Linked DNA regions of Mus musculus: region 2 is linked to region 1. Evidence: chromatin contacts called from public Micro-C data. All regions are on one chromosome and are shown on one strand. Each heading gives the region's core, a stretch centred on a gene start, on an enhancer-like site or on the middle of the called end of the contact. The rest is flanking DNA. Distances are from core to core; before and after follow the strand shown. Region 1 overlaps Dlgap2 (DLG associated protein 2). Region 2 holds the start of C030037F17Rik (a long non-coding RNA gene).

Region 1 (5,268 bases), core at 202-2,701:
GCTGTGTGTGTAGAGCATCCCATGCTATGTGTGTACAGCACCCCATGTGTGTGTACAGCATCTCATGCTATGTGCATGGCATCTCCTGCTGTGTGTGTACAGCACCCCATACTATGTGTGTACAGCATCCCATGCTATGTGTGTACAGCATCCCATGCTATGTGTGTACAGCATCCCATGCTATGTGTGTACAGCATCCCATGCTATGTGTGTACAGCATCCCATGCTATGTGCGTACAGCATCCCATGTGTGTGTACAGCATCTGATGCTATGTGTGTACAGCACCCCATGCTATGTGTGTACAGCATCCCATGCTATGTGTGTACAGCACCCCATGCTATGTGTGTACAGCACCCCATGCTATGTGTGTACAGCACCCCATGCTATGTGCGTACAGCACCCCATGTGTGTGTACAGCATCTCATGCTATGTGCATGGCATCTCCTGCTGTGTGTGTACAGCACCCCATGTTATGTGTGTACAGCATCCCATGCTATGTGTGTACAGCACCCCATGCTATGTGTGTACAGCATCCCATGCTATGTGTGTACAGCATCCCATGCTATGTGTGTACAGCACCCCATGCTATGTGTGTACAGCACCCCATGCTATGTGTGTACAGCATCCCATGCTATGTGTGTACAGCATCCCATGTGTGTGTACAGCACCCCATGCTATGTGTGTACAGCATCCCATGCTATGTGTGTACAGCACCCCATGTGTGTGTACAGCATCTCATGCTGTGTGTACATCCCTTCTCTTAGCCAGTCACTCACTGATGCACATCAGGTTCACTCCCTGTGTTGGCTTCTGTGAACAGAGACACAATACGACTGATGGGAGATGGGCGTGGGTTCCTTTGGGCTGACCTTTGAAACACCGCTCCAATGTGACCACCCATCCCTCAGTGCCAGGGATGTAGCACAGCAACACAAGTGCCCTGAACACATAGATGCTTGTGTCTGTGACCTGCCATTCACATGAGTTCACTTCTCTCATGTGGCAACAGCATCCCTAAGCCATGTGGCACCTAGTGATGACAGGGAGTTTTGTCAGTGGTAAGGGTGCCTCTTCTCCAGGATGTGGATAAGACGGATTCACCAAGGCAAAAACACATTACAGACATTGCTCACAGGATCCTGTGCTGCTCTGCGTTTTATATAAATCTCCTCTCTGACTCCTCATGACTCTCTCACCAAGAATGACAGGGGAGGCCTCAGCCTCAGAAGACACCACCACTCCTGAGGAAGCCTCTGCAGCTACTGCCAGCCAGCAGCACCTTCACCACAACCTAAACACTTCAGGTTTCCTGAAGGATTCATAGTATGTGTCTAATTCACAAACCCCAAATCTGCATCCTGTAAGAAGCAGAGCTTGGCCTGGCCATGCACTGGCTGAGTGTCGCCCTCTTAGATACTGAGTAATGGCTCTAAACACTGGCTGAGTCACCAAGTGGCCAATTAACGAAACAGATGAACAACTGTGAATCTTTCTGGGAGTCAGGTGGCAGAGGCATCCAGCAGTGCCAATTCTTCCTGGTATGTCGTCCAAGGCTCACTGGTTCTGTTTTGAAAGGAGATGCTCACCAAATTGCTTGTATAGACAGATTTATTCAAAGAGACAAATTGGTAGTTAGATAAAGTATTATTTTTACAGCAGTAGAAAAGGTTTAAATTTTGCTTGTAGTTGGCAAACCTTAATGATGTCCAAATGTAAAATGTTCTCTCTGCTTATCTAAAGGTACACTGTGAGTAAAACCGGGGCTCGCTCTGGTCCTATCACAGAGTAGCAAAAAGCTTGTCTTTTTTTTTTTTTTTTATTTTGGTTTTTTTTGTTTTTTCTTTTTTTTCCTTTGTGCCTGGGAAATTTCCAGTGCAGCATTTCCTGAGCACTGGGCAGTGTTGTAATGGGCTTTTCACCCTGTGTCCTCCTCACTCCAGTCCTGAGCTCTCTGCTCTGCGCTTTACCCTCAACTGTTCAGCATCAGCCCACAGCCCAGAGGCTACCATCCCTGCTCTGCACATGCTCAGTGCTGGCCCAGAGGCTACCAACCCCGATTTGCACATTCCCTTCTCTGCCTTCCAGTCACCCTGTTCTCAGTGCTACCGTTTATGGAAAATAGCAACAGTCCCCAAAGGTGGAGTGTAACATCATCTTTTACCTGACACCCACTTTAAAAATCCGTGACTTTCTGGTGGTTTTACTCTGTCTACACCTTGTCCCTTCCCTACCAGGTTAGGTGGAAGGGGTCCCACAAACCATATCATGGGAGCTGTAGTGATTCCATAATCCATCTATGAAAAGGACATACTACAGGGCCATGAAGATGTGCTCAGCGGGCAAAGTACTTGCCACAGAAATATGAGGACCAGAGTTCAGATCCCCAGAGCCTGGGTGACCACCTACAAGCCCCAACTGCCTTAGGTCTTCTGTCCACTCCATCAGTCCTTCTGTGGCTAATGGTAGCCAGGGGGCTGCGCTTTGCTAAGCATGGCAGCTGCAGGGGGCACAGACCTAGCTCCCCTCCCACTCTTCACATGAACAGCATGCTCCAAACATTAAACCTATAGGGTGGGAGGTTTGGGGACCCTGAAAGGAAGTTATGGCTTTCACAAGGACCCTCCCCTCCCCCACAAAGAAATAGCTTATCCCCAAAGATCTTTCCGCTATACACCATTCTCCGTCCGCTTTCACCTCTGAACAAAGTCCTTCCTCCTCTCTTCCCTGGCGTCCTCTAGCTGTCTCACTACCACTTGTGGGAAGATTTATGAAATACACACGCCTCCTCAGGCAGCGTTTGTCCCCAGACCCAGCTGAATTGATGTCCGGGGTGCATTCAAAGATGTCCTCATAGGGTTGTCCCCTCACGCTGGTGGTGCTAAACTTTCCAGTGGAAAGGTCCTGGCTGACACAAGCCAGGACTTTATTTCACAACTAGCATTGGGAATTGATGAAAAACTAAAGGCGTGTGCCTGCGGTGCTTTGTAAGGATGTGATCTAAGAGAACAAGAACTCAGTGCCTGGGGGCAGTAGGTTTTGTTTGGGTTTGGTTTGGTTTGGTTTGGTTTTTTTGTTTTGTTTTGTTTGGTTGGTTTTTTTCTACCCCAAATTAGCGATTTGCAGTTGAACGAGAGCACAACACTCCATGTCCACCTTCGGACTGCTCTACTCGGAGTCTGTAGTTAACACTCTGGGAAGATCCGTGTTTGTAAGTAGGTCAAAACCCAGTAAATAGAACCGAAGGGGAATTTTGGCCCATGTTCTTCTCTGGAAGGGCTTTTGTTCTTTTATTTTCTGCCTCAGTAGACAAACGGTCTTAAGGCCAAACTTGGAATAATGGGGCAAGGAGTGAGTCACTGTACCCTGTTCAGGACCAAGCGGTTCCCTGTGTGCGGAGGAGGAGACACTGGCCTTGGAGGGTACCTGGTGCCAGCCAAGGAGGCCACATTTGTTCTGTCCCCATAGAAAATATTCTCTTCCCTCAACCCCTGTGAGCACCAACTCTCTGGCTCTACCATGCCCCATCACCTGCCTCTTTTGCCCGCATATCCTCTCTGAGTTGTGGCTTGGCTGTCTCCCCACACACAGTGGGGGACCACAGTGGAACCACAGTGACCCTGGCTCTGTTGGCCCCCTGCCAAGTAAAAGACAAGCCCTCGGGGTTTGCTTCCTTGTCTGTGTAGCTGGGAGCACCTGTGGATCTTTACAAACAAGGCTCCTAAGTGTTGAAGGGTTGAGAGAGATTGGATGGAAAGGGATAAGGAACTATTCCTTATATGTAAAGCATAGTACACTGTTTCTGAATCAGGGCTCTTCCCTCTGAGGACTTCCCAGCCTGCTGGCCTCCGAGCTGTGTCTTCCCCCATCTACACTCAGGAACAGGCATAAGCCTTTCTTGACTGACCACATGGCTTCTTCCCTTCAAGGTCAAACATCAGTTCACAGTTGGAAGCTTGTCTCCACTTAAGACTCTCTTTTTCCCATCACATCTGCCCAACCCAGTAGCATGTATATTTACATCAAAGCTCACATTTACATTCACATGTGCTACACACAGCCAGCAGCCGAGGGTATCAAGAAATGCCCAGCCCTAGCTGTTGGCTTCCACAAATCCCAGAAGTGAACAGTATGCCTGTGAGCCAGCTTGGAGCAGCCCAACAGAAGCCCCATCAGTCATGGTACCTTGCCCGTTGCCTTTGCAGAACCTCTACTATACAACCTTTTTCCTCTCTTCTTATCTTACTCTTTGTAACGGGCAGACGATTGCTTTATGTTTATGGGAAAGACTATGACACTTCAACACATATAAATAGACAGGGGTCAAGCCAAGGTGACAAACAACTGCATGTCTGTGTCACCTCCTATTCTTAGCCTTCGAGTTTCTCTCGTCTGGTTCTTCGTATGGATTCGAGGCTGATGTGTGCTGTGGGTACGCACTATGCTCTGCAGAACGCTAGCCTTACTCCTCCTCTAGGCTGGGGTTTGGTACCTGTTGCCCATCCTCCCTCTCCCACCTTCATCTCACCCTTCCCAGGCTTCACTAACCACCGCTGGACTTTCTTCATCCTAGACATCTATTCCTTATCTGCACCAAATGAGTGAGCTGCACGGTGTGTCTCTGTCTTGTTTTATTACCATATATCCTCCATCACCACTCAAGATTGTTGCAGATGACAAGGTCTCCCCTTTAATGGCTCAGTGGTGTCCCACTTTGTATATTTATGTGCATGTGTAAGTGTATATTGCATATATGAATGCATTGTGTTTTATTTATCCCTAAGTTAATGGTCACCTCTATTGATTGCACACTGTTGGAACTAGGCTGCAGCAGACATGATTTCATAGGTATCCCTTTAACAGATGATTTTGTTCTCTTTGGTTGTATACCAGTAGTGTGATCACTTTACAAGTAGACATAGATAGAGATATATACATACACACACACACACACACACACACACACACACACACACACACATATATATTGTTTTGGAGGAGGAGGAGGAGGAGAGATTCCAATACTGTCTTTGATAATGGCAGTGCTGGTTTATTTCCCATTGACAGTGAGCAAGGGCTGTTGCCTTTGGGTTCTCTAGGCAGAATTTGTGGGGGTTCTGCTTTTGGTAAAAGTTGGGGAGAGTAGGGTGGCATCTCACCTTTGTTTTGATCTGCATTTCCCTGGCATGTAGCTGTTGATGTGTTTTATTTTCACTGCCTTGGTGATTATCCACCCTCTATAGGAGGGAGCTCCTCTGTTCCTTTCTCCA
Region 2 (5,111 bases), core at 741-3,240, 36 kb after region 1:
GTGTGGCTTTCCTACTTGTCCTTGGTACTTGTCACAAGATGGTATGGTGCCGCCACTTCTATCTACAAAAGCCAAAGTGACAGAGCCAGTCAGAGCTAGCCCATCAGCCTATAATCCAGAGGTCCCATAGTCTCCACCGTGGAAAAGGGTCAATGTCACTTCAATCTGCTGACCCGGACACTGCACCCTTAGAGGAGTAAGCCATGTGTAACTATGACGTCTTCAGAATCAGCTCAAGATTTGCCCTAATGCTCTGACCTCACCCCGGCATTCCTCCTCTGGAACCTTTGAAGGACAGGTGGTAAAAAGCACATTCTAGCAGAGCTTTGTGTGGCCCTTCAGATGCTCTTCCAACTCCCAGGCAGCTTCTGTCCCCCCTGAGTGTCTTCTTCTCACAGCTTCAGCAATAGGTGAAGAGAGCTGAATTCACAAGAGTGACAGCCTGTGGAGACTGCACACACTAGGTGCTTTAATATAGACATAGGGTGTGGCCTCATTTGCCCCAGGGTGCCACCCGAGGGTGAACTGTTGAAAAGGTGACTTGAGACTTTTTTTTTATGCCTGAGTCATTTCAGGGCTACTCCATCTACAAACCCATGACCCAGGACGTGACATGGCCATTTAAGGGGAAATGAAGCACGCAATCTCAGAGAAAGGAACACCAGTGGGTTAAGGCCAGCAGCGCTCAGCTCTGAGAACAGCCTACTGGCTCGTCTCTGTCCATTAAGTTACTAATTCACCATAGAGCCATGAACACCCACTGCAGGTGTGTAAGGACATTAACTTGAAATCATACAAGCATTGTGCCAAAAATCTCAACCCTATCCTGTAGCTGGGGACACAGCCATGCGGTCACCTCTCAATGACGTCATTCTTTTCTACCAAGTCAAGCTAGGTATAGGTTCCACTGAGGTCACATCCAGTCTCAACAGAGCGAAGCACATAGCTTAATAATACCACACTGTTTTGTTCTGTTCCTTCCTAGGAAAAAAACAAAACAAAACAAAACAAAACAAAACAAAACAAAACAAAACAGATTATTGGGAAACTTGTTCACAAGTTGAATCTTTACATCTCAGAAATGACTGTCTCAGGATTAAGTTTCTGCCTTCTACTCCAGTTAGCCTCAGCAGACATTAGTGGTGAGACCGGTTTTGGTGAGGCATGACAAGGTCTAAAGGTCTTAGAGCCAACAGTGTTTTCTAAGGGAGCCTTTCAGCAGAGCCATGGGGCCTCCGAAGACAAGATAATGCCTGATGTCACCTCCCTCCTCAGAGATTTGTCATCTAGGAAACCAGCTGGTCACCACACATGTCCTCAGGAACACATGTGGGCTCTGCCAGGATGCTAAGCAGAAAGAAAACAGTCTGAGCATGCAGGACTCGGGACTTGGTAATGGACATGGCTTACCACCTTTATAGGAGCAGAGCCAAGACTGCTGTAGGCATGGGAAGGAAGTCAGCTTAGAGTTGGTTTCATATACACAGTTTGCCAGTTTGTGAGGTGTGGTCTCACAGATAATGTTGCTGGCCTCAGTCACACAGACAGAGTCAAGAACTGGTGGCATGGCTATCCATAGGGTTTGTGTGTGTGTGTGTGTGTGTGTGTGTGTGTGTGTGTGTGTGTGTCTGTCTGTCTGTCTGTCTATCTCTCTGTCTCTCTCTGTCTCTGTCTCTCTGTGTGTCTCTGTCTCTCCTCCTTTGTGTGTGTGTGTATATGTGTGTGTATGTCTTTCATTCTGTTTCTCTCTGTATGTCTCTGTCCGTCTCTCTGAGTGTGTGTGTGTGTGTGTGTGTGTGTGTGTGTGTGTATCTATCACCATACTTGACTAATGGCTTACCTCAGTTTTGTGTGACAAGTTGTCAAAGCCTGGGCACAAACAGTCCTTGTAGAATCTTTGCATATTCCTGAACTTCACCACAAGGCGAAGCATCTCAGGCTATGGTAGGAGTCGGCACCGATTTCCCTGAATCAGCCAGTGACTGACACAAAGCTGCCCAAACATGTTGCTCATGCCAACAGAGCTTAAAAACATAGAGATCAGGTTCCAGAATAATGGCTTGTGTTGAACTAACCTATGTACAGAAGACAAACTCTGGAATATATACACACACCAGTTCAAAACAAATAAGCAGAGAGAAGAGAGAAACCCCATTCTCCCATTGCTCTCTACAGTCGTGTGACCTGCATACTTTCCTAAGTAGCAAGGACGTCCTTCAACAGAAAACCAGCATCTTAGTGGACTAGTATATTAAAGGGTGGGATTCAGGTTTCCATGGTGACAAGAAAAATGTGCAGAAAAAATGGAACCATACAGGAGAAGACCCCCAATTCCTATGGAAAAAAATGTATATCCCTGAACCAAGTTTAGGACTCAGTTGAAGCCCATGGGAAATATGGTGAGTGTTTGCTGAACAATACTTGGAGCTTCCCACAGCCTACATAACACAAGCCCAGATAGCTCAAGGCACCAGACACAGTAAATAACAGCATGCTTAAGAAGAAAATAACAAAACCCAAAGCCTCTACCAACCAACCGTATCCATAATGAAGAAAGAAAAGAATGGGGAGGGAAGGAGAGAGAAAGGGAGGGTGGGAGGATGGGAGGAGGAGGAGGCAAGGTCCCAATTGAAAGAAATCTGAGAACAGCTGAAAAGAACTGGAAAGCAGGTGTCCTGGTCTCATGTGTTACATAAGGCAGCCATTATACAGCTGAAGGTCTTAAAGGATAAGGTTGTCTAATTGCTTTATTTTGGTCAGCATGTACCAGCCATCTAACTCAGTAGGGTTTACTGTGGTATTTCAACACATACGCACACGTAACATTGATCCAACCCGCTTCCCTCACCTACCTTGCTAATGAATATCACTCCTGGTCTCTAACACACACTGTCCTAGTGCCAAGTCAACTTGTTTTTTATCTTCTATGAATGGCGGAGAACATGTGGTATTTGTCTTTCTCCATCTGTTTGATTGTACTAAATATAATGTCCTCCAGAATCATCCATTTTTACTGAAAATTGGAGGATATAATTCTTCACTATGGCTTAATAATATTCCATCATAGATAGATGTATGTGTGGACAAGTGTGTGTCTGTGTGTGTCTCTCTGTGAGTTTGTGTGTCTGTGTGTATATGTATGTGTCTCTGTGTGAGTGTGTGTGTATATCTATGTATGTGTGTATATGTGTCTGTGTGTATATGTGTGTGTATGTATGTGTGTATGTCTGTGTGAGAGTGTCTGTGTGCATGTGTGTGTATGTCTGTGTGTCTGTGTGTATGCATGTGTGAATATGGTGTTGGTGTGTGTGTGTGTGTGTGTGTTGGTGTGTGTGTACATTTGAAGGCCCAGAAGTTGACATCAGGTTCTTTCTCAATTGCTCTCCACTGTATTTTTTGAGACAGCATCTCTCACTGAACCTAGAACTCACCAACTGCCTACACTGGCTGGCCAGCACACCTCCAGAACCCAGCACTGGTATCGTAGGCACACACCCTTCATCCTGTTTTTACATGGACGCTAAGGTTCAAACTCAGACCCAATGTCCATGCAGAACTTCAACCAAATATCAGGTTCCTTGCTGATGAGGCTTGTTACCTTAGCTCCCTGAGGGTGTCCCGAGACAGTTCAGTCAACATCCAGGATCACTAAAGTGTATAACTAAAGTTATCCCCACATCCTTCTAAGCAAATTAAACAGGATGTCCATGGGTTGCCACCATGGTTCATTTTGCATGTGACACTGCTCCGGTATAGTGAGCCTAATCCCCTGTGTGATGCTCAAAGAATTCCACAAGGGACTCTTGCTATGGTTCCAGTTTTTAGCATCCTACACTGTTCCTGACACATGGCTCAGGAACACTCTACAGAATTGCCCTACACAGGGCAAATGACTCTCTATGGAGGGCTTGCCATAGACTGCCACAGACAATACAGGAGATAAGGAGAGGACACGGCACACAGGGGAAGATGAAGCGATGAAGCAATAGAGAAAGATAGCAGAGAGAGGTGGTGTTAGAGCTAGGGAATAGGCTAAGGTGTCGTTGAGGTTTAATGTTAGACATAGGCTTAGGCTTAGGGTCAAGGTCATCAGAAGGGAGGTGGCTGACTCAGTGGCGAGCTTCCTTTCCAGGGTGACATGCCTCTTCCCACACTTGCCTAGACTCCACCTGAGATAAAGGAACCCCAGTTCCAAGTTCCAAGCTCCATCTCTGATGCTTCCACAGATGGTTCTACAAAGGGTTTGCACCCCTTTAGCCACTGCTGGCATTCCATGGAGGCCTCTGTCATAGTGTCCTTGGTCAGAGCAGGAACCCATAGGCCCAAGACACTCTTGTTGTAAGACTTGTTGAATATGTCACAGCAGTGGGCATAGAGCACATGGCCTGAGTCCCTGAGTTCTCCGTGCCAGGAAGGTACACACCCAGGTGCCCTGGCCACCAGGTCTGTACTCCAGATTCACAGCCTGAGCCCTCACTCTGAGGTGCCACCCCAGTTTTCAAAACCAGTCGTCACCAGAGTGGAGGAGGCGGTCCTTTGAGGAAAGAGAATATCTCTCTCCAGCCATGGTGCAGACCCTCTATGAACTCTACAGCACCAGCCCCACAAGGGGAGCAAAACAATGGAGTTATTCATTCACAGAGCTCCATGGTGGGAGACGTCCCCACGGAGCAAAACGGTGGGGCATCACAAGGTCAACATGAGGTCATGCGTGGAGTGCCAGCAGGCACATTGTCATCAAGGAACCCTGAACCAGGACTGAGAATTACCTGTGCTGCAACCACCTGGGTGATGTGGAAATAGGCCGAGGCCAGTGGGCCACGCCTGACTAGGGGATTCTGTGAACCGTGTGCCAGGAGACAGCAGAATCCTCTCCACTCTCTAGGAGGAACCATGCTTACTCCTAAAGTGGTTTACCATGTTCCATTTAAGGCAGCTGAGGAAGCACGGCTGTTTCTGTACTACCCCTGTCCTGTTCCATTTATAAATGTGAAAAGGTGTTCTCTGTGTTTAGGTTACACCGAACACAAAGGCTTGTTGTCTTATTTTTCCCCTTACACAAGCCGAGTCGACTCCTCACTGCTTTTTAAGGTGACTCAGCGAGGACTTTT

What was found. A called contact is a pair of places that touch in the nucleus more often than the background predicts.
Region 2: a Micro-C map of muscle stem cells shows a contact between it and region 1, with 3 times the contacts expected there. The contact joins the promoter of C030037F17Rik here to the enhancer-like site in region 1. A contact is called at or near these places in 2 of 484 Hi-C or Micro-C datasets (cerebral cortex and muscle stem cells), 1 of 115 datasets of contacts at active chromatin or transcription factors (embryonic stem cells) and 2 of 9 other capture datasets (adipose tissue and liver).

Annotation. Positions count from the first base shown.
Region 1 is chr8:14,729,015-14,734,282 of GRCm38.p6, forward strand. All of the region lies in intron 6 of Dlgap2 (DLG associated protein 2), which reads left to right. Among named protein-coding and RNA genes, the nearest start is that of C030037F17Rik, 35 kb to the right of the region's middle. Within about 2 kb of position 1,452, at least 35 of the 459 cell types and tissues checked have an H3K27ac peak or open chromatin away from gene starts, as enhancers often do. A contact at or near this core is called in muscle stem cells, where this site is marked.
Region 2 is chr8:14,764,216-14,769,326 of GRCm38.p6, forward strand. It overlaps C030037F17Rik (a long non-coding RNA gene), which reads right to left and starts at 1,991. Exons shown (of 3, transcript XR_001778520.2): 1 at 1,841-1,991. All of the region lies in intron 7 of Dlgap2 (DLG associated protein 2), which reads left to right.